2 separate regions of the Triticum aestivum genome follow, and region 2 is linked to region 1. Evidence: chromatin contacts called from public Hi-C data. All regions are on one chromosome and are shown on one strand. The core of a region is the stretch at or near the end of the contact, and the rest is flanking DNA. Distances in the headings are between cores, read along the strand shown. Region 1 holds the start of LOC123044340 (protein IMPAIRED IN BABA-INDUCED STERILITY 1). Region 2 has its middle 8.7 kb from the start of LOC123044341.

Region 1 (5,252 bases), core at 936-3,435:
CCTTGATGTCACGGTGAACAATGCGGCGTGAATGACAATGCTCAAGTCCTGACAGTAACTGGTTCATGTAGCACTTAACCTGCAATAAGAATCAAGCAAAAAAATGCCAGGTCAACACAGTGTAATGTCAAAGTTGTACGGAAGGAGGGATACAAATACACTTCCTTCAAAATGGACAAACCTGTGCTTCAGTGAACTTGATGTCAGGGGAGGAACAAAGACCAGCAAGATCGTGCTCCATGTATTCAAACACTAGATAAAGGCTGCATGATAACCTAGAAGTAATCAAGCCTTCCAGCTTCATGACATTTGGATGATCAAGCCTTCTCAATATCTGTATCTCCCTTGCCATGAATCTAACACTCTCTGGCTCAAAATTGTCAAATCGCACCTTCTTCAGTGCGACAATCTTTCCAGTGTCGAGATCGCGCGCCCTAAATACACTGCTGTATGTGCCTTGCCCAACCTGGACAGATGTGTGTAATTGGAGAAATAAAGCGCATGTTAGAAACTGTACATCACAACAACAACAACAAAAACACAAAAGGACAATTTTATCATGTAACCTACAGCTTCAACCTACTTGCTGCAAATATACACCAGTACTACCAAATTAGCAGTCAGTGACTGCCATGTTACCAGCTTGACAATGACAGCATAGACTAATTGGTAGGAGGTGAATTTCCCACCAGCAAAGCATAACAACAACAGAGACAACTAAAACTTGTCATAGCTGACAGTAGGAGACACCAAATTCCCCATGTTACCTCCCTTCTGATCATTATTACCACAACACAATCCTAGTAGTAGTTTATTCTTCATGTCTTAATACATCACCCAGCAAAGCAGTACGGTACTATACCTATACTAACTGTAACACATAATATAAGATTCCATAAAGATGCCTACCAATCCAGACAAATAGCAAATCCAATAACCGTTTTCTTTCCAAGGATTCCCATGCATGAAAAAAAATTGCAATGGAAAATGACCTATTAAACTGAATCTGGCAGGAGAGCTGAAGCGAAAGCGGCACAGTACCTTCTCAAGCTTCTCAAAGGAGTCGGCTTTGAGAGGGATCCAGCCTTGGATGGCCTCCCCGGCAACGGCGCTGAGCCACGACGGCCACCCGGCGGCCACCTGCTCCCCCTCAAGGCTCCTCCGGAGGTTCCGCAGCCGGAAGCTCCGCGACGCGGCCGCCACGGCGACGACAGCCTTTCCCGTCTCCTCCGCGTCGTCCTTCTTCTCCACCAACCTCGCCGCCGCGGCTGCAGCAGCCGAGCTGCGCAGGGAGGAGGCGGAGACGGCAGCGGGCTCCAGCGCGCGGTCACGGAACACGCCGGACGAGTCGACTGCCGGAGTGATAGAGACGACGGCCTTCTTGGACGCGACGCAGCCCATCTCGGCGGCGCACTAGCAGGGTACCAGAAAACACGTCAAACCATGCACGGCGAGCTCCTCCCTCCCTCCGCTGTGAAGCTCCTCACTGCCGCATTGGATGGATAGAGGGGAACAGGAAGAATCAAGAGGAAACCGACCGAGCCCTTGCCGAAAGGCGTGGTGGTCACGGGGCAAGCACGGCAGGGGTGAAGAACAAGTCCGGATTGACCTGGGGAGTAATAAATGACGCTCGCCACCAGCAAACAGAAAGGAGACGAGACCCTGACGTCGCCCACCAGCTCCGCCGATTGGGACAGATCGAGAAAGCGGCCAGCCGCGGAACCGTGATCGGCAGGGAAGGAAGGAGGGTTTTGGGCGGCAGAGCACGGGACAGCCGTTGCCGCGAGGGGGAAAAGAAAGAAGAAAAGAGCTACGGCGACCTTTTCCGCGAACTCAGTGGGCGGGCGGGCGACGGATCAAGAAACCGCCGAAACAACCGATTGTCAGAGCAGCGCGGCAGCCAGAACCGCGGCACAGCCGGCAACCTTCCGCCGCCGCGTCGCCGGAATCGCAAGGAGATCAAGAAACGCCACGGGATTTATTTGGGGTGAGGGTGCAGAGGAAAGGAAAGCTCCCCGGGATGAGTGGCGCGGAGGACGGAGTAGTGGGGGCGGGTTCGCAGGTGGGAACGGGGGCTTTAAATGGTCCTTCCAACGCGAGGATGGACCGACGTGGTGGACTGGTGGTAGACGACGGCGCTTTTCTCCTCTGCTTTCTCGGGCCCGTGGTCGTCGCCTTGCCTTTCCCCCTCTGCTCTCTGCGTGCCCCCGCCGCCCTTCTTCTTGTAGTACCGGCGAGATTAGCGGAGCTAGACAGGGGCAGCATGAGCAACGACTGCATATTTTACGTCTTCAACCTTTGGGTTATGACAGCATTGGGTTTGGAACGACGGCCCCGCCGTACCGTACGTGCCGGTGCGATGCGCCGTGAGTGCCGAGCACGCCTGCGCGTCACGTTCGGTGGCGACCGGCCCGACCCGACACGGGCTGGTCCCTGGTTGCACTGCATGTACGCAAACTCTGCAACAACTAGGGTTCCCAGCTTCTACTAAAAGGCTTCCATTATTTCTCGGTAGCAACCTTAAAAATGGAGGCAAGAGCACTAGAGACCCACATACTTGCATTGTATGTGATGATTTAGTCCATAAATTTGTAAAAGGTGATCAATCCATCCCTAAACTTGCACTGCTTGGGATGATCTAGTCCACAGCCAATCAAGAGCGGACAAATGGCGCCTCGCTGGCCTCTGCGTGGCACAGCCGCTGACCTTGGCGATTTTGCAAAATCGCCCTTGACCTTTAGGGAAATCATAAGCGCGTACATAAGAGAAGCGTGATGAGGCACACCACTCGAGCACGCACACACGCATGCATCAGTCTCCTCTCAGGAGCAACGACGACCGTGCCACGCGTGCGCGAGCACATGGGAGAGCATATGAGAAATCATAAGTACGTACACAAGCAGGCCGCGGCAGAGCGGGCCGCCGGCACCGCATGACGCGAGGCGGCGGCCGCGATGACGACGTCCATGGTTCACCGTCGGTCGACCATCGATATCCTCGGCGCGGTGGCGCGAACTCCCGTGGCTGCTAGCTAGTTGTAGGTTGACGGGGAGCGTGTGCAGCTGCGCATGTACCATGGATCGATCTTTCTTAGCTAGATCGCTATATAGGTGGCTGAAACACGAACTGATCATAACAGCAGTTCGACCGAATTGCTAGCAAAAAAGAGGGGAGAGGTGTATAGTTAAGACATGGATCTCAAAACGTTGTTCTGCATGTTATTGCTGTGTATGATAAAGTGGATCATCAGCTCTACATAGTACTAGCTGGAGTATAGGATGGATAATCAATCAAGCTTTCGAGTGATCGAGGCTTGTTCTGGTCAAGTTAGTCTGAGCGTTTGTTCTTCATCTCAATGATATGATACCCTTCTTCAACCTGTGTGAACTAATCATCTTCTGCATCAAGACTAGACGCATCCTTTTCTGAGTTTATGTTACAAGAAGAATCTCTTGTTTTAAAAAAAAGGTTACAAGAAGAATCTTACAGGACCGGAACCATAGTAATTGACACCAATGATATTACACCAAGTATTTTTACATATTTTTTAAAAGACTTCAGAGTGCCTTTATGCCTTGTAGGCTCTCATACATGTTCGCAGTGAGACTTTTTTTAAAACAAAACTGCATAAATGTTTACATAAAAGCATCCATGATGTCCTCTCTGGACTGTAGATTTTTCACAAGACTTCAGTTCTTGGAAAGAAATTTTCTACCAGGATTTTCTTAATCATAGTGTGCACGGAAATTCCTGGAAATCAATCATTTTCATTCGCTTTGGATGGAAGTTGTTTCTATTTTTTGTCTTTACTACTGTCGTATCCAAATGGCTACTCTATAACTTTGTTATGTTTTGCGCTTCATTCCAGTCAGGCCGAATGCGCTAGGGAACATCTTACATGGGTTAACTGCTCCGATCTCATAGATCATATCACTGAAACAACACATCTTTTCATCTCACTTTTAGTTCTTATTACAAAGGAAAATCCTAAGGTGGAACTTTTTTTCTTGATTTGCGCCTATCAGCATCTCAATTGGAAAACAGACTGACTGTCCTACTTTCCCTTTTGTACAAGAACAAGTGGCATTAACTATGGACGCCACCCAAGCGCGCCTATTGGCAAACTTTTTCCCTGAGACAAAATCAAAATTTGCAAACCAATCATGCAACATCCACATTCAGCCACTTAACATATTCCTGGAACTGGCTTTAGTGCCACATGTACGCGCGCATGATTTCCCTAAAGGTCAAGATTTTTTTGCAAAAACGCCAAAGCTAGCGGCTGTGCCACACAGAGGCCAATGAGGCGCCATTTGTCCGCTCTTGATTGGTTGTGGACTAGATCATCCCAAGCAGTGCAAGTTTAGGGATGAGTTGATCACCTTTTGCAAGTTTGTGGACTAAATCATCACATACAATACAAGTTTGTGGGTCTCTAGTGCTCTTACCTCTTAAAAATGCTCCACTCCATTAATTATGGCTATATCAGCGATTTGCCAGTACTCCTACTCCTAATGTACTACGTACTCTCGAGTAGATTGCTGTCCTGGATCAAAGGACGAGCCAAACATGTGCGGCTCCTCTTTACCCCTCTAGTGTTTTCGCCGGAGAACATTTCTTTCCCCGACGTGACGAGCGGCACGTCCGTGGTCTCCACCCCCTCGGCCCGAGCGGGCCGATTCTCTCGTCGTCGTCGGAGTTCGTCCTGTGTGTGAAAGGGACGCGAGCTCGGCGACCCAGCTCTGCCTGCTGCCGGACACGGGTCCATGTGCGCGACCGAGACGGCAGACGGTTTAGTCAAAGTAACCGTGCGTGCTCGCAAAGCTGCGAGCGATTTCTGACGATCCGGTCCACGGACAATTACTACGCGGCGAGACTTTGCGCCCACCTCTGTTTTGTCCCCATGCGATCTACGTTGACTCCGGTTCCTGCGTGTTTCTGCTCTTCTACCAACTAGAGAGACATGCTTCCCCTAAAATAAATAAACGAGTCATGCTGCTCGTGGTTTGGACCTAAAGTATATGCTGGCCTGTTCGGTCGGGTAGGGTATACACCACCATTTGCCCTGAATATTGCTCGTGCTTCAATTGGTAAAAGGTAAAAGGTAAAAGGTACTACTACACCGTCCGATTACAGATAAGTACAACCTCTAACAAAATGTAAGACATTTCTTTAGCCAGCTACATAAAAAACGTCTTATATTTCGCTGCAGAGGGGTATAATATATTCTACTTCCTCCATCTCATAATGTA
Region 2 (4,846 bases), core at 556-3,055, 190 kb before region 1:
TTTTTTTATTCCATGGCAATGCATGGTCATTCAACTATTCAAATTTACAGGCTGTTCATCCACTTTTTTCAAGCTATTTACATATTTCTCACTTGTCAGCAAGTTTGCATATGATGCTAGGAAGTGAACATAAGGACACATAAAACGTTGCATTTTGAATATGAAATAAACTCAACATCCAAATAACAAATTTGTTGCTCCGTCCATCGGTGAGCAGGAAATGTAAGCATCCTTCTAAATAAGATATTACCTATCTTGAAGCTGGAAATGCAAGAATTCTTCTAAGTAAGATATTAGTTATCTTCATGATGGAAATGCAAGCATCCAAAATTTACAACAATATTTCTAAAAACTGAAAACAATCTTTCAATCTTGATATAAGAATGAAACATAAGCAACATCACAGAGTTTGCTATTTCTTTTGAAACATAATTACCAACAAGTGATATACAGGTGAACTTACAGTTTATTCAAATTGGAATGCGGCTCACTCTACTAAAAAGGACGATGTCACCCACTCCGAGTAAAAACGGTCATCTACTCGCATTTAGCATCTGACCAATGAATATATATTGTATATGAGTTTTCTATTTTTTATTTTAATATTGTTTATATGTTTACTTTTGTAGATCAAAGATCAAAACTGATGGCTTTTTATTGACAAAGCTTTATGGTGAACCAGATTGACAAAGCTTTATGGTGAACCAGACTGAAAAATCATCGGGTTTTACACAATCAGAAGAGATGCATACAAATAATTGTTCTTTATATATTTGTTGTGCATGATAGTACAAGAGGTATGTTTCTATACATATTTATTTTTGCAGAGTATGAAAGAGATGGAGATGGATTATGTCAACGTTCAAAAAGAATCCATCGACAAGGGTGTTGAGGCGATGTCATTGAAGGGCTCAAAAATTCGTTAAGATTTATACAACAAAAGGCCCGTGGCAACGCACGGGCATTGTACTAGTATTAGGACAAGAAACGGTGACCCCAGCAGCATCTTATCTGCTAGGTCCGGTAAGCAATGCATTATTGTCGCTTCTCTTTGATGTGGAACTCATGTTATCAGCCCACTGTTAGAGAACAGCGAAAATTGACACTGTGATGTTACCTAATCTGCTCAGAAAACAGTCTAGCATGCGTGCTAGTAATTGAAGAAGTGCCCTAGCTAGCTGACGGAGTGTCTCGGATAGGCAGTAAATTTGGGAACGCTCGAGCTGCAGTGAAGCTGCCTAGTAACTGCAAGTGTAGCGTCACATTTAACCCACGAAATTCCACATTATTCTAGAGGTGGCATTACCATCGAATTATTGGTATTATTTACCGTATCTATCTACTTTACAAAATACGCCAAGTAAATAAGTGACCAAGGTTTCCGTTTGAAACTAAATCGCCAACAACAGTTGAAAAGACGTCTCAAAAAACTTCACCCGCAAGCAAAGACCCACCTCGACAAATCCAACGGCCTGGATCGCTCAGCACCCGACAAACGGGCGGCTCCCCACGTTCCACGCGCAGAGTCCCATGCGGAGCGAAAGGGGAACAAGCGGTGGTGGATGGCCGGGAGGAGACACGTGCAGGCATGGAGAAAAGGGCCGCGCGCCAAACGTGGGGAGAAAAAACTGTAACGTGGTCAATTGTCAAAACCGAAAAGGTTGGAGCGGTTACTGCGCGGCGAGGGTCACTTCGCTCACCGGCCGTCGACAGCCAGCGACGGCGAGGCTGGACGGAAGCTTCGGAGATACGGCAAAGGCGTGCGATCTGAATGAGTACATACCGGGTGTGTACGTGACGGCGACGCGTGCGTTTGTCGATAGCGTTTGTGGCTGCTTCCAGTACGGAGATGCGGATAGCGTTGAGCGGTACGGGACGTGGGATGTTTTCTTTCTCTTTTTTCTTCTTTTCCGTTTTGCGTTCCGAGATACTGGGGCGACGCGCGGAATAGTGGAGGTGTGCGGAGACGGGTTGCGGGTAGATCTCCACGTCGCGGGGGAGCTCCGCCGTCCGCATGCGGCCCGTCGTCACGTCATGGGTGGCTCACGGTACGATGTCGCGGCCCTGTGATATACGTATAGCAGGGGCATGGAAACACCTGCACCTGCACGCGCTGGGCCACCGGGTGGGTAGCATAGCATGCATGCATCCTCTCGTTCCATAATGAAGAGGATGGGCCACCGGCGGCACACGCGTCACGGGGGCGTGCAATGAATCTAGACCACCAGTGCTCCCTGCTCCGATCCTAGAAATAATCAACCGCGAATTGATAAAAACTCACGTTCTCACAAGATGATGGGACCGAGATAAGAGTAGTATGCATGATTTTATCCTGTTCCGATCTCATTTTAATAAAAATAATAGTAGTACTACGTACTTCATTCGATAAAATAGTACGAATGGAGTACCTCAACAGTGCGGCTAATTGTAATTATTTGCTCATTAGCATCTAGGGCATTACGTGTGCAATAATTACGCTGTTTTACCAGGCATAATTGCTCGTGCGTGTGAGGATTCACTCCGATCGAGCAGCAGCCCCCGTCCCCCGTGAGGCCGTGAGTCACGAGCCTACGCCCGTACGTAGCCACCCTCGGTTCGCACCAATTTTATAGCTGTACGTAGTACAGCGGGCGTGTACATACTGCAGCAATGGAGCACGCACGTACACCTCGTCTCCCATGCAAAAAAAAAAAAACCGTACACCTCGTCTCCGCGTAGCACGTACGAACGCTTGGTGTACAAACAACCGCGACAGGCTACCTACGAAAAGATGGCAGTAGCGACTGACAAGGGAAGGCCCGCTCTGCATCGCTTTACACTTTTTTTCCTAAATAAACACGTCGCCGGGGACAGCGATCATTGCCGTCGTTCATCGGCCCCACCTGCTAGTGACTGAATAAAACCCACAAAAAGCCTACGCCAGTCCTAGTCGGGGGCCGCTGCTTCCCATAGAGCCATGCGACGTGACTACGTCCTTCTAAACTGGATAGAGAGAGCGAATTAGCGATACGATCACCCCATCCATCCATACCGGGGAGAAGAAGACGCCAGCTCGCTCGCGTCCAAGCGGAGCCCGGCCAGGTGACCGAGTGGAGTGTGATCAGCTGGCTGATGGGATCTTGGCTCGGAAATTAGCTCGCGTCGTGGCACATATAATAATACGGCGATCGATTTGGCGCTGCGTGGGTGCAATGATAGAGGGGAGCGTCAGCGTCCAGCTTTCCGGAGGCGCCACTGCTAGCCTAGCCTGCTCGGTAGGTGTTGTTGGTCGCGCGCGCAGAGGGCTAGCTAGGGTGGCCGCACGCACGCAGCGAGGCTGGGCGTGGGCTGCACGCGGCGGGACCGGAGCCGGGCACATGCCGGTGCTCCTCCGCTTTTCAGCGGCAACCGGAATATTGGCCAGCCAGCCCACCGCACCGTACACAGAGCATATATATGGACAGTATAGAATTATCCGAGAAACATGCATGTGTAGATCGAGTGTGTGTGCGCACTCGCCCAGGGCCACGATCACCATGGAGGACGAATGTGTCGTAGCGTGCCCTCTTTTTAATAGACTTTTTACCCCGTGGGCTCCAAGGTTTTAACTTTACGATAGTAGTGCTCTGATCCTCAACGGCGTGGGTGTGAATCAGGTGAGACTGAATCGATCCTGTGTTGCTTTTCTGAAACAGCAGTCAGGCTATTTTACTGATGATCCTTTAATGGATGGGATCGAGCATTTGGGGTTTTATAGTCGTAAAGCAAAGTTGTTAGGGTGTCTGAAGTCTGATCCTGACGGGGAGTTCGTTTCATGTGTGTCTGGTGCGATGCGATGCGACGGCAGCGGCTTCGCGAATAGAATAGTTCCCCACCTAAAAGCGACCTCCAAATGTATATCGCTTTCCGCTTATCCACGGCGGCCGGCACCCGGTCGGTAGGCACGCACCCATCGTCCGTCCGTCAGTCCCTCCATTCGTACGCCACACCGCGACGCGCGCAGCCGCGGTGCACGGCCGGCGCGCTTCACTCCCAGTCCCACCCGAGTGCGCCTGGCGCCGCGGCCTACCAGCCTCGCCACGGCCCGCAGCGATGCCAGCTTCACTGAGCCGGAGCAACACAGGCCATTAGCCCATGACCATTCTTAAGTTTTGCAGGCCACACAAGAAAATACCGTGGTTCAGGTCAAGAAAATACCTTCTCCTTGTAGCTCGAGGAGCTTCAGGTGCCGGCCATGGTGCCGGTGATGGCAGAGAGTAGTGGTGGCGGTGCTTCCCGTCAGCACTGCACTAACCATAAATCGGTAGGGGATGTAGGTGGGGTGTATGGCGTCGTGACGAACCTCGTGGTGTGCGCCGCGACCCCCACCTCTTTATATAGTGCAGGTGACAGGGGCTCGTCAACCATAGTGGGTTGAGCGCCCCCGATCAGGGCATGGATCTGAGGGCCCGGTGGGCTGTTGGGCCCACACGGTGGAGATCATCTAACATTCTCCCCCTTGATCTCAACTTTTACTTTTGACCAGATACTTTTACTTTACTCGTTTCATAACAGATCAATACATAGAACATGTTTTATCGTCACAGCTCAATTGCCGATAGAATTAGACAACCACAACGTACCTCTCTGTTTTGAAACAAATTCTTTAACCTTGGGTCCTTTATTGTCCGGAAATCTTAGACTATACCATAAAACTCATGTCGATTGTGTGTTCTCCGAACACACTGGGCGGTAAGCCTTTAATAAGCAGATCTGCAAACACTTGTCTGTTGTTTTTATGCTTCAAGCATTTCTACATAATTTCAGACTTTCTCATTTACAACGCATAACTCTGTGTCAGTGTGTTTGGCATCAACACTTGACTTGT

What was found. Hi-C and Micro-C count contacts between places; a contact is called where the count stands out from the background.
Region 2: a contact with region 1 is called in a Hi-C map of leaf, with 10 times the contacts expected there. The contact joins the enhancer-like site here to the promoter of LOC123044340 in region 1. A contact is called at or near these places in 2 of 5 Hi-C or Micro-C datasets (both in leaf).

What each region holds. Positions count from the first base shown.
Region 1 is chr2B:199,666,553-199,671,804 of IWGSC CS RefSeq v2.1, reverse strand. LOC123044340 (protein IMPAIRED IN BABA-INDUCED STERILITY 1) reads right to left here and starts at 2,185. Exons shown (of 9, transcript XM_044467065.1): 1 at 1,042-2,185; 2 at 182-466; 3 at 1-79. The coding sequence starts at 1,401.
Region 2 is chr2B:199,857,775-199,862,620 of IWGSC CS RefSeq v2.1, reverse strand. No RefSeq gene overlaps it. Among protein-coding and RNA genes, the nearest start is that of LOC123044341, 8.7 kb to the left of the region's middle. Within about 2 kb of position 1,805, at least 7 of the 8 cell types and tissues checked have an H3K27ac peak or open chromatin away from gene starts, as enhancers often do. A contact at or near this core is called in leaf, where this site is marked.